Regions from separate parts of the Mus musculus genome. Here region 1 is linked to region 2. Evidence: chromatin contacts called from public promoter capture Hi-C data. All regions are on one chromosome and are shown on one strand. The core of a region is the stretch at or near the end of the contact, and the rest is flanking DNA. Distances in the headings are between cores, read along the strand shown. Region 1 holds the start of C130060C02Rik (RIKEN cDNA C130060C02 gene). Region 2 has its middle 290 kb from the start of Tle4.

Evidence for each region. Promoter capture Hi-C pulls out the DNA fragments that hold promoters and counts their contacts.
Region 1: a promoter capture Hi-C map of second pharyngeal arch cranial neural crest shows a contact between it and region 2, with 3 times the contacts expected there. A contact is called at or near these places in 3 of 39 promoter capture datasets (hippocampal neurons, pre-B cells and second pharyngeal arch cranial neural crest), 2 of 130 datasets of targeted methods (astrocytes and embryonic forebrain) and 1 of 9 other capture datasets (embryonic tail).

The regions. Positions count from the first base shown.
Region 1 is chr19:15,981,867-15,986,471 of GRCm38.p6, reverse strand. C130060C02Rik (RIKEN cDNA C130060C02 gene) reads right to left here and starts at 1,397. Exons shown (of 3, transcript NR_045355.1): 1 at 1,180-1,397. Cep78 (centrosomal protein 78) reads left to right here and starts at 1,483. Exons shown (of 15, transcript NM_198019.2): 1 at 1,483-1,859. The coding sequence starts at 1,592.
Region 2 is chr19:14,888,985-14,894,259 of GRCm38.p6, reverse strand. No RefSeq gene overlaps it. Among named protein-coding and RNA genes, the nearest start is that of Tle4, 290 kb to the right of the region's middle.

The DNA.
Region 1 (4,605 bases), core at 148-2,647, 1.1 Mb before region 2:
ATAAATAAACAATGCTACAGAAATAAAAAGTACTAGTTATCAGTGTTAGCCACAATCTTCATCATCCATCCAAAAGAAACAAAAGCCAGAATAGAGCCTTCCATTTACGAGAACACTTCGCAGTTACCAATGACAGACTAAAAACAACAAACTTATGTTTTAAAAGAAGTGAATGAGGACACAAAAGACTTAACTGTGGACATTTAGCCTGTCATTCATAATGTCTCTTGAATATAGTATGCCTTATAAACAGAAAATCAAACTCATACCTCAGGAATTTATAAATGTGCTTTAAAGTATTTCAGAGAAATGGCTTAGCACTTAGGTGCACTTAACTGCCCTTCCAGAGGACTGGGTTCCATTCCCAGCACCTATGGTGGGTGGGTCACAAATGTCTCAAATGCCTATAACTTCAGGTCCAAGGCATCTGACGCCCCTTTCTGATATCCCTAAGCACTGTGTACACGTGTCACTCACACACACACACACACACACTGAATAAAAATATAAGCAAATCTTTTACAAATGTAACTGAAATGGTGGCTAGAGACAGCTCTTCTTTCAGAGGCTCTGAGTCTGGTTCCCAGCACCTACACTGACTGGCTCACTACCACCTGTAACACCAGTTCCAGAGGATCTGATGCCTTCTTCTGGTCACTCTGGACACTTGCACACAGATAGCATACAGGCACGTACCCATAAATAAATCCTTAAAAAGAATAAAACAGACTGATGTATTTATTACCCAGAGTTCACTTTGTTTCTGCTCAAAGTAATTCATTTTAATGCATAACTAAATAACATGACATAGGGAATAAAATAGCTCAACTTAACCACTGCTGAGTGAATCCCAAGTTCACTTTCCATAGCTATTATGCTCAATGTTACTAACTCTGTTAAAATCATTAATAATAAAACCGTAATGAAATTATGGTCTCTCTGTGATACAGGAGTCGTCTTCGAGTTTATTTAGAGTACTAACATTGAAAACTAGTAAGAGTTCGAGGCCAACCTAGTCTACAAAGTGAGTTCCAGGACAGCCAGGACTGTTATACAGAGAAACGTTGTCTCAAACAACACATAGAGAGATAGAGAGGGAGAGAAATATCCACCATCAATGGAGGATACTAAGCTAAACTCTAGCTTTGCCTAACCCAAAGAAGAGAGGAAGGAAGCCACCTGGTTTGCATACGTGTTGGGAAATTCTTCTTGTGACTTCTCTCGGTGAGGAAGCATAAACAGTTGAGCGCTTCTAACAGTCTTCTCGAGGCTAAACCCGCTTCTCAGTTCTCAGGTCAAGCCCGGTTCTCAGGTCGTCACTCCATTGCACCTCACTTTTGGTACCCAGAGGCGCGCTCACTGCAGAGCATCTACTCGCCTCCAGCTGATGGCGCGTTGGACGTAGCGAGCCCGGGTGGGCGTGGCCCGCGCTCTGACGCACAGCGAGCGCGCCGACGCATGCGCACGTCGCCCGCGGGAGCTCGCCGGTGACTAGAACGGCGGCGGCGGCTCCCAGAGCGGGCGCTAACCGCCCGAGGCGTGGCGGGAGGCGGCGCGGGGCGGCTGGTGGAGGTCCCCGGGGTTGCCGGTCATGATCGACTCGGTGAAGCTCCGGCGCGACTGCGCGGCCGACTTCTTCTCGCACTACGAGTACCTGTGCGCGCTGCAGGACTCCGTGCCGCTGCCCGCCGTGCGCGCCTGCCTGCGGGACGGCGTGCTGGACTTCAATGCCGACCGGCTGCGCGCGGTGGACTGGGCACCGCTGCTCAGCACGCTCAGGGTGAACCGCGACCTGCCGCTGGTGGCCATCAAGAGCTCCTTCCAGCCGTGGCTCGGGGAAACAGTTCTGCGGTCCGGAGGTGCGAGGGTTTGGTCGGAGAAGTGGGAGCCCGGTGCAGGATCAGCCTGCGAAGCGGCCTCCACCTAGCCACAAAGGAGTTTTTGCCGCCGCCTCCCTTGCAGGTTGCCGCCTCGGTCCGTTGTCTGGAGTAGTCAAGCTAGGGAGTAGAACTCGACACTGCCCCTTATTACAGCGAGGATGACCAACTCTGCACCCCGAGGGGAATATGCGTGATAATTTAGCAAATGGTCCCTGCCCTCTCTTCTTTTAGGGGTTTAAATGTACAATCTCCCTTCATTCGTAATTGCAAGTTTAATACAGAAAAGGAGAAGGTTAAAGATGGAAAGAAAAAAATGTATAACAAAAAAATAATCAGGGACGTCTTTTTTGATTTTTAGAAAAATATTTGAGGGTTTTGCCTTCGCGTGTGTATGTGCACTATGTGTGTGCAGTGCCTGCGGAGTACAGAAAAGGGGGTAAGAGGTCGGAGTCCATATGTGAACCACCATATGGATGCTGGGAACCGAACTCGCATCCTTTGCAAGAGCAGCAAGTATGTCCAACCATTGAGCCATCTCTCCAGCCCAAGGGACTATTATTATTTGTTTCTTTTATTTATTTATTTATTTATTTATTTATTTATTTATTTATTTATTTATTTATTTATTTGAGAGACAGGGTTTCTCTGTGTAGCCCTGGCTATCTTGGAACTCACTCTGTAGACCAGGCTGGCCTTGAACTCAGAGTCTGGCCTGCCTCTGCCTCTCGAGTGCTGGGATTGAAGGCGTGCGCCACCACTGCCCGACTGGAACTATTATTTTTGACGAACCCGTTGTAAAACAGTTGACTCTGGTTATTTGCAGATAACGTATTTACAAGTTCCTTTCATTTGAATTTTTGTAACTCCCAGCCAAGTCTTTGTGGTGCTTCTATGGTCATTCATGAACACCCGCCCAGAAGCCAAAAAAAAAAAATTACCATCCAATATATATGTTCCTTACTGATTTGCATATTTGTGTGTTTGTGTATCTTAGTATTGGCGTATGTGCACACTCAGAAACAAGAAAGGGGTGTTGGGTGTCCTTTGATGGCTCTTCACCCATTTTTTAAATTTATTTTTTATTTTATTTTATTTATTTATTTTTTGAGAGAGACAGGGTCTGTTTTCTTAGTTTGGCTGGAAGCCAATAAGCCCCAACTGCTCTCTTGACTCCGCCCCTTCCATGCTGGAGTTAGAAGTCCTGCTCCTGACGCCTGGTTTATGTGGGTTCTGGGATCACGGAACTCCAGTGCAGCAAATGCCCTTAACTACTGGGCCATCCTTCCAGCTGATTTTTCACACTCCGTTTTATTTTTAGATTTGCAAATAGTTGTTTGTGTGTTTATATGTATGTGGCATGTGTGTGCACACACGTGTACGTGGCATGTGTACACATACACACGTTGTGTGCATAGAGTCTAGAGGTTGGCCCTGAATGTCTTTCAGCTTTCCCATTTGTTTACTCAGGCAGGTTCTTCTCCCCTTCCTGCCCCGCCCCCCCCCCCAGGGGACTCACTGATTCCTTTGTCTGGCTAGCTAGTTTGCCCTAGGGATCATCTTTTGTTCCTTCACAGATTACATATAGGCTTTTACTTTGCTGGCCATCCAAGTTTGGGTCCTCAACATTTTTTCCTGCAAGTACCTTTATCAGTCTGGTCATCTCAGTTCCTAATTTCCTTCTCTATCTCTTTCTCTTTCCTCCTTTCTTCCTTCTTTCCTTTCTCTCCCCCCCCCCCACCCCTTTGCTTTTTTATTTTTAAGAGTGGTATCATGTAAGGAAAACCTGTGTTGTAGGCAACCTAAGGCCAGAGTTTCATATTTTAAATTTAAATTCTCACACATATAAAATCCATTGAAACAAGCCTGTTGTGGATTCTTTGGTTAAAGCGTGTTGTGTGTGCTAAGTGTCTGCAAGTTACTATTGGAAAGGGAAGGTGTGATGAGCTAGATTTGCTAGGGGCAGATTTGAAAGTCTGGCCCTTGACTGCCATAGTAATGGCCCAGATTTAAGGAACGATGAAAGAAGATGACTTAGAGTCAAGGCAGGCCTACCTGATCATGCTAGTATTTTATGTCTAGCATAAGGCATTCTTTGCAATATTTCCATGTCTCATATCCAGTGGGTATAGGCTGTGGGTGTTAGCCTCCTAGACACGACTTGTTTCTCTCTCTCAGCTGTTTTGACTGTACTATTGAAGAAGCTCCTGGCTGGCTTTGCTGTCTTGAACTCAGTTTCCCTCTGTGTAGATGGTCTCACTTAGCACAGAACCAGCACCTACTAACTGCAGTTTGTGCCTCCTTTACACTCTCGCCAGACCTGCTGGAAGGGGTGCTTTTCCTAACCTGTGTGGTTTAGGTGCCTCTCTGGTCATCCCTTTGTCTAATTGGTAATTGGTCCAACATTGAGGCAAGTTTTTCTAAGCATCATTATTGGTAGCTTTGGTCCTCATCACATGTGTTATAAAAGCCAACTCTAGTGGACTTGGTTCAGCCTCTTTTCACACCTGCAGCATTTATACTGTCCAGCAGGTGTCAGGCTTGGACCCCTTTGTACACACAGTCTACTCCTTTCTCTTATGTGTAAATTGAGGGCTTTCTTGAAGCCAGGCCGTAGGTGCAACTTCTCTGACTCCGTAAGAAAAAACACCGTGCGTGGTTTGTGTTTCTATATCTCTTGTGGCTGTGAAATTTGTCTTTAAGGACATGGTTCATTTCTGTGCCTTGG
Region 2 (5,275 bases), core at 2,585-5,084:
TTGTGATTTTTCTATGGATCCATCCATTTATGTATTTGTGTATGTGTACGTATGTATGTATGTATGTATGTATGTATTTATTTTGGGGTTTGGAGTTTTTAAGATAGGGTTTCTTTATGTAGCCTTGACTGTCCTGGAATACATTCAGTAGACCAGGCTGTCTTCAAACTCAGAGATCTTCATGCCTTAGCCTTCCGAGTGCCGGGATTAAATTTATATGCCACCATCACCTTGCTTACCTCTTCTCTTTATAAAATAACCCACCCAAGACATTTTATTATAGTAATCAAAAATGAACTAATGCAATATATTTTCAGCATTTAGATCTCCTAGTTTAAATTAATCACAAATAGGTAAAGAAATCTGGCATGGACAGGTGGTCGTGGTACAAGCCTTTAATCCTCAGGAGGCAAAGGCAGGTGGATCTCTGTGAGATGGAGGCCAACCTGATCTAGAAAGTATGTTCCAGGATAGCCAGGGACACACACAGGGAAACCCTGTCTGAAAAAATAAAACAACAACAAATAGTGACAGCAACAACAACAAAAACAATAATAATACAAGAAAGAAAGAAAGAAAGAAAGAAAGAAAGAAAGAAAGAAAGAAAGAAAGAAAGAAAGAAAGAAAGAAAGAAAGAAAAAAGAGGGAAAGAAAGGAGGGGGGCCTGGAGAGATGGCTTAGTGGTTAAGTGCACTGACTGCTCTTCTGAAGATCCTGAGTTCAAATCCCAGCAACACCATGTGGCTCACAACCATCCGTAATGAGATCTGACGCCCTCTTCTGGTGTGTCTGAAGACAGCTACAGTGTACTTACATATAATAAATAAATAAGTTTAAAAAAAAAAGAAAGAAGAGAGGGAGGGAGGGAGGGAGGAGAGGAGGAGGGAAGGAAGGAAGGAGGAAAGGAAGGAAGGAAGAAAGGAAGGAAGGAAGGAAGGAAGGAAGGAGGAAAGGAAGGAATATCAACCAATCAATTACTCTAGAGTCAGCTTGGGGGAAGAGGAGACATGTTCCCAAAGAACTTTAGAACTTTTACAAATAGAACTTAGGTTTCTTCCTTTGTGATATAAAAAATAAGAATATATGCTCCACCCACAGGAGTGCTTGAGAAATAAATTAAACAGCTTATGTAAAATACCCTATCACAATGCCCAAAATATGGAAAATATCTACTAACCATTGGGTGCAACTATGCAATCTTTTCTCAAAATTAGATTTTGAACAAAATTACAATGACATAATGCATATAATAAAGTCATATAATTCCTCACATGACTAGAACTGCTGCTGTCTAGCTATGCTCCACGCTGTAGAGACCAAGCTCATTCCTATGTATTCTCATAGACCCCAACAAGAGTCATGAGCAGAGCAGCATTTCCATTTTTAATTCCTTCTTAGGCATTAAATAAACTCAGAAAGGGTGTCCAAGAGTGCCACAAGGCTTAGACAATCATATAAACAGAAGGTGTGGAAACGGGTGAAAGCCATGATTACCTCCAGTACCCCAGATCCTCAGCCCCAGTCTTGTGGTCACACCTGAGCCACCTCCTACTGTACTAACGGAAAGTCTCATCTTTTTGGTGGACATCCATGTTATTTCACTGACATCTGTCAAATGTGCATGCGTGGTGAAATCCTCAGGGCTCCACAGCTCCCCCGGCCAGGCTTTCCCCGGTCTGCTTAAGAAGCGTGCTCCCTTTTGAACAGATGGCAGACAATTTGCTCTGATTTAAACACTAACTCAGACTCTGAGATGAGAACTCCGGCTACATTCCTGATGTTCAAACCAAGCCCTCTGGTGTGGACACCTTAACATAAACTTGCAAAGAACCCACATCTGAACCAACTGTGTACTTAGTACAGACATTATTTTGATATCCAATGATGAAATCTGCACCCATGCAGACCTTCAGTGGCAAAGGGTTGTGGTCCACACTGAAAGGAAAACATGCTTTTTTGGGTGGTCTATGATGCTTAATAAGAACAGTTAAAAAGGAAAAGCATCTCCTTTGTGAGATGGGATGGGAGGGAGATAGAAGCTTCAGGCTTTCCCCACAGGAACTCTGCTTGCTGCTATTAACACAATTAACCTCTCATTGTTAATGACCAAGGTCATTTCCCATGGAATCATCAGGGCAGTTTCTCACTTGAATGTGTGTGTTCTCTCTATCTCTCCCCTCCCCCCCCCCCCCCGCAACACACACACACACACACACACACACACACACACACCAGGGTCTCGCCTGTAATCTGTAATTCCTGCTTGCTCGACTGTGGGCGTTTCAGGACATCCCCTCACAGTTATGAAACTACTGACCGGTGGAGCCTTCCCTGCAGATGGATTTCATTCAGGACTTGAGCTATTATATTAATGGGTTTAATTTAAACAGGACTAGCCTCGCTGGCCAAATTACTGCCATTTAAATCAATTGGTTTAGGGGAAAGACAGCCTGACCAGAGCTATTAGACTTCAATTTATTACTGTATCGGCTTTTAAACCGGGCAAAGTAAGTTTGCTAATGTCTGTCCTCTGTCCCCTGAGCTCAAGTGCAAAACAAAGTAATGAGATTCTCTGGAGTTTGAAAAGAAAAAAGAGAACGTGAAAAAATATATATTAATTTTGAGTCACTGTCTCACGAGGCCAGATAAGGTGCCCCCCCCCCCCCGCAGGAATCCCCATCATAAGACTCTATAGATGTCTTTGATTCCCTTCATTAAACTGAGATTCAAATGACCTCACAGATGTATTACTTTAAAAAGCCTTTTTCCTTGGATCTTTCTTCTTCATGAAAAAAAATAAGCACGGCTTTTTTTTTTTTTTTTTCCTCTCCCTCACACGCACATTTCAACCTGATTCAAATAGAGAGGCAAAGGGGGAGAAAATGCTTTAGATGTGCTCTTTGATTTTTTCCAATCTCGCCTGAATAAAATGGAATGAGAAATCAAGAACACTCAATTAATTGCAACACTGGGTGTCACTAGGAGAGGGAGGGGGAGATGAAAGGCGCATTAGAGATGCGCAGCCTTAACAAATGCATGGATTCAAAGAAGGAAGAAGACGGAAATAAAAAAGCGTGTCTGTATTTTATTGCACTCGGTAAGCTTTTCGCTTGTATTTATAGCTGCAATTATATCTCAATGAGGTTTGTCTACAGTGTTGGCTTCACGCTAATTTTCCCCCTCACTGCATTCTTGGAATAGGCTCGGACTGTTTATGAACCAGACATATTGACCTCATTTACAGCTAGCAGTTTAAATCCATAATTTTTCCACCCACAATCCCTCTTTGACATTCCGGCGGTGCGGCCGGCTCAGCGAGACTGAACTAAAAGTCTCACACTTCATTGAACACCATTATGCGGCTTTATGCTTATGAGCCTGTTTCCCTCGGCTGCCTTTCAGCTTTGCTGGAGATCCGTTTGGCCACAGGCCGGCAGTGATTAAGTGGAAGAATCCAATAAATCACCCTGTCAGCCAGCAGGCTCTCCTCACTGTGTCTACACATCGACATTTGGATTTGCGCCTCTCTCCTCTCTCCCTCTCTCTCTTTTGATTTTCTATCCCTCTTTCCCTCTCCTCCCCTCTTCCTACAGTGCCATTAAAACACCTCTTTCCCTTCACACAAGGTGAACTTGAACTGCTATTGTGAACAGGGTTCCCTCTGAGCCCTCTGGAGAGACAGGCTCCTTTGATTTGCAGTTCCCAGGTCCTGACTTTCCCTCCCCCCACCTTTCCAATTAATTCACCCCTTAATTCTTAGGCCTCGAGGAGGGGGATGGAAAGGGGTGGACCATCAGAGCAAGTGAGAAAGAGAGAGCAGAGTGCTGAAATACCCCAGCTTCCCGTCGGCTCCCTGGCCTCTGGGGAAGCCACAGCACAAGAAGGGGAGGGGAGACTCTCCTCGTAGACTCACATCAGAGCCTTGGCTGGTCTAGTCATAGTCTTTTCGGACCAGTCTTTTCCTTGGGGGTGCACGTGCTGAGTTCACTATTAATTAGCCACGCGCAGGTTTCCCCCGACTATTCCAAGTTGGGTCTGGAAGAAGGATCCAACTCAGGCCTGACGAGCCTTTCCTGGTGTTATCAGCTGAGCGTGTAGGCAGCAAGCTCCCCTCTGTTCTCACTGGTGAACTGAGTTTGTGGAACAGCCTCTTCTTTGGCTTGCCTGGTAATTTCCTGACCCTGTCTCTTTGGTATTCTCTGCATAGCCACAGTTGTCTTTTGTCTGGGATTATTTCTGCACTGTGAGCACAAGCATTTGTTTGATGTCCCAGACATCAAATATACTGTACACTCTCTGAGTGGCCAAAGGAAGTTGGATTCTTGCTTTTGAAAATTCCACTGGCAGAAATGACAAAAGGCAGTATGAACTCCAGACACAAAAGATGGGACAGAGGATGACGGGACCAGTCTGGGGTAGGTACAGCCTTCTCTCCTCCCTAATAGCATGGAATAGAGAAGCGCCTTGGCTATGCTGTGGGTATGTGTAACCGCAGAAATAGCCTGTGAGCCAGAAAGGAAATCGATACAGTCACCAAGGGGTGGCCTGCCTTTGTTATGGGCTTCCAGTCAGTGTTGGGTAGGAAGAAGATCTTACAGAGAGACAAGGATGCCTTTGTGTCCATGCCTCCACCTCTCAACTGATGCTCAGTATGTGTTTCTTACTTCATGTTTGCATTTTGTAAGCTGCCTTCTGCCTTCTGCAAGGTAGCTACATGGATAAGCAGTTAATCAGGACATTATATAGACCTTCAGAAGGAAACTACGAAAGAAAAATGCTCTTACACTCTTCCTGGTATATTCCCCATACCTGACATGCGATAGGAAGTTAGCAGATGTAGTTTCTTCTAAACTCCTTGTTGGTATTAATGTCACTATGCCTCCAAACTTGTATTTTGAAATGTTAACTCCTTAGGTGGTTGTAGTAGAAAATGGAGTCTGTGAAAGACAATTGGGTCATGGGGTGGGACCCTTGTGGATGGGATTATCGTCCTTACAAAAGAGTCCCAGAGAACTCTCTCGGGCTCTCCACCCCAGACTTGCGGGCTCCAGAGAGGTGAGAAATTTCTACTAGTTACAAGCCACACAGCCTGTGGTACATTACCATACCAACCTGAACTCACTGAGAGCTCTATACACAGTGATGCATGTAAATTTTACTCAAGAGAAATGGATATGGCCCTTAGGGATCAGCAACTATCATAGTCTATTTACCTTCCCAATTTAATAGCCAGCAGCTCCTCTATCCCACCCTCGCCACCCCCACTGCTTGCTTT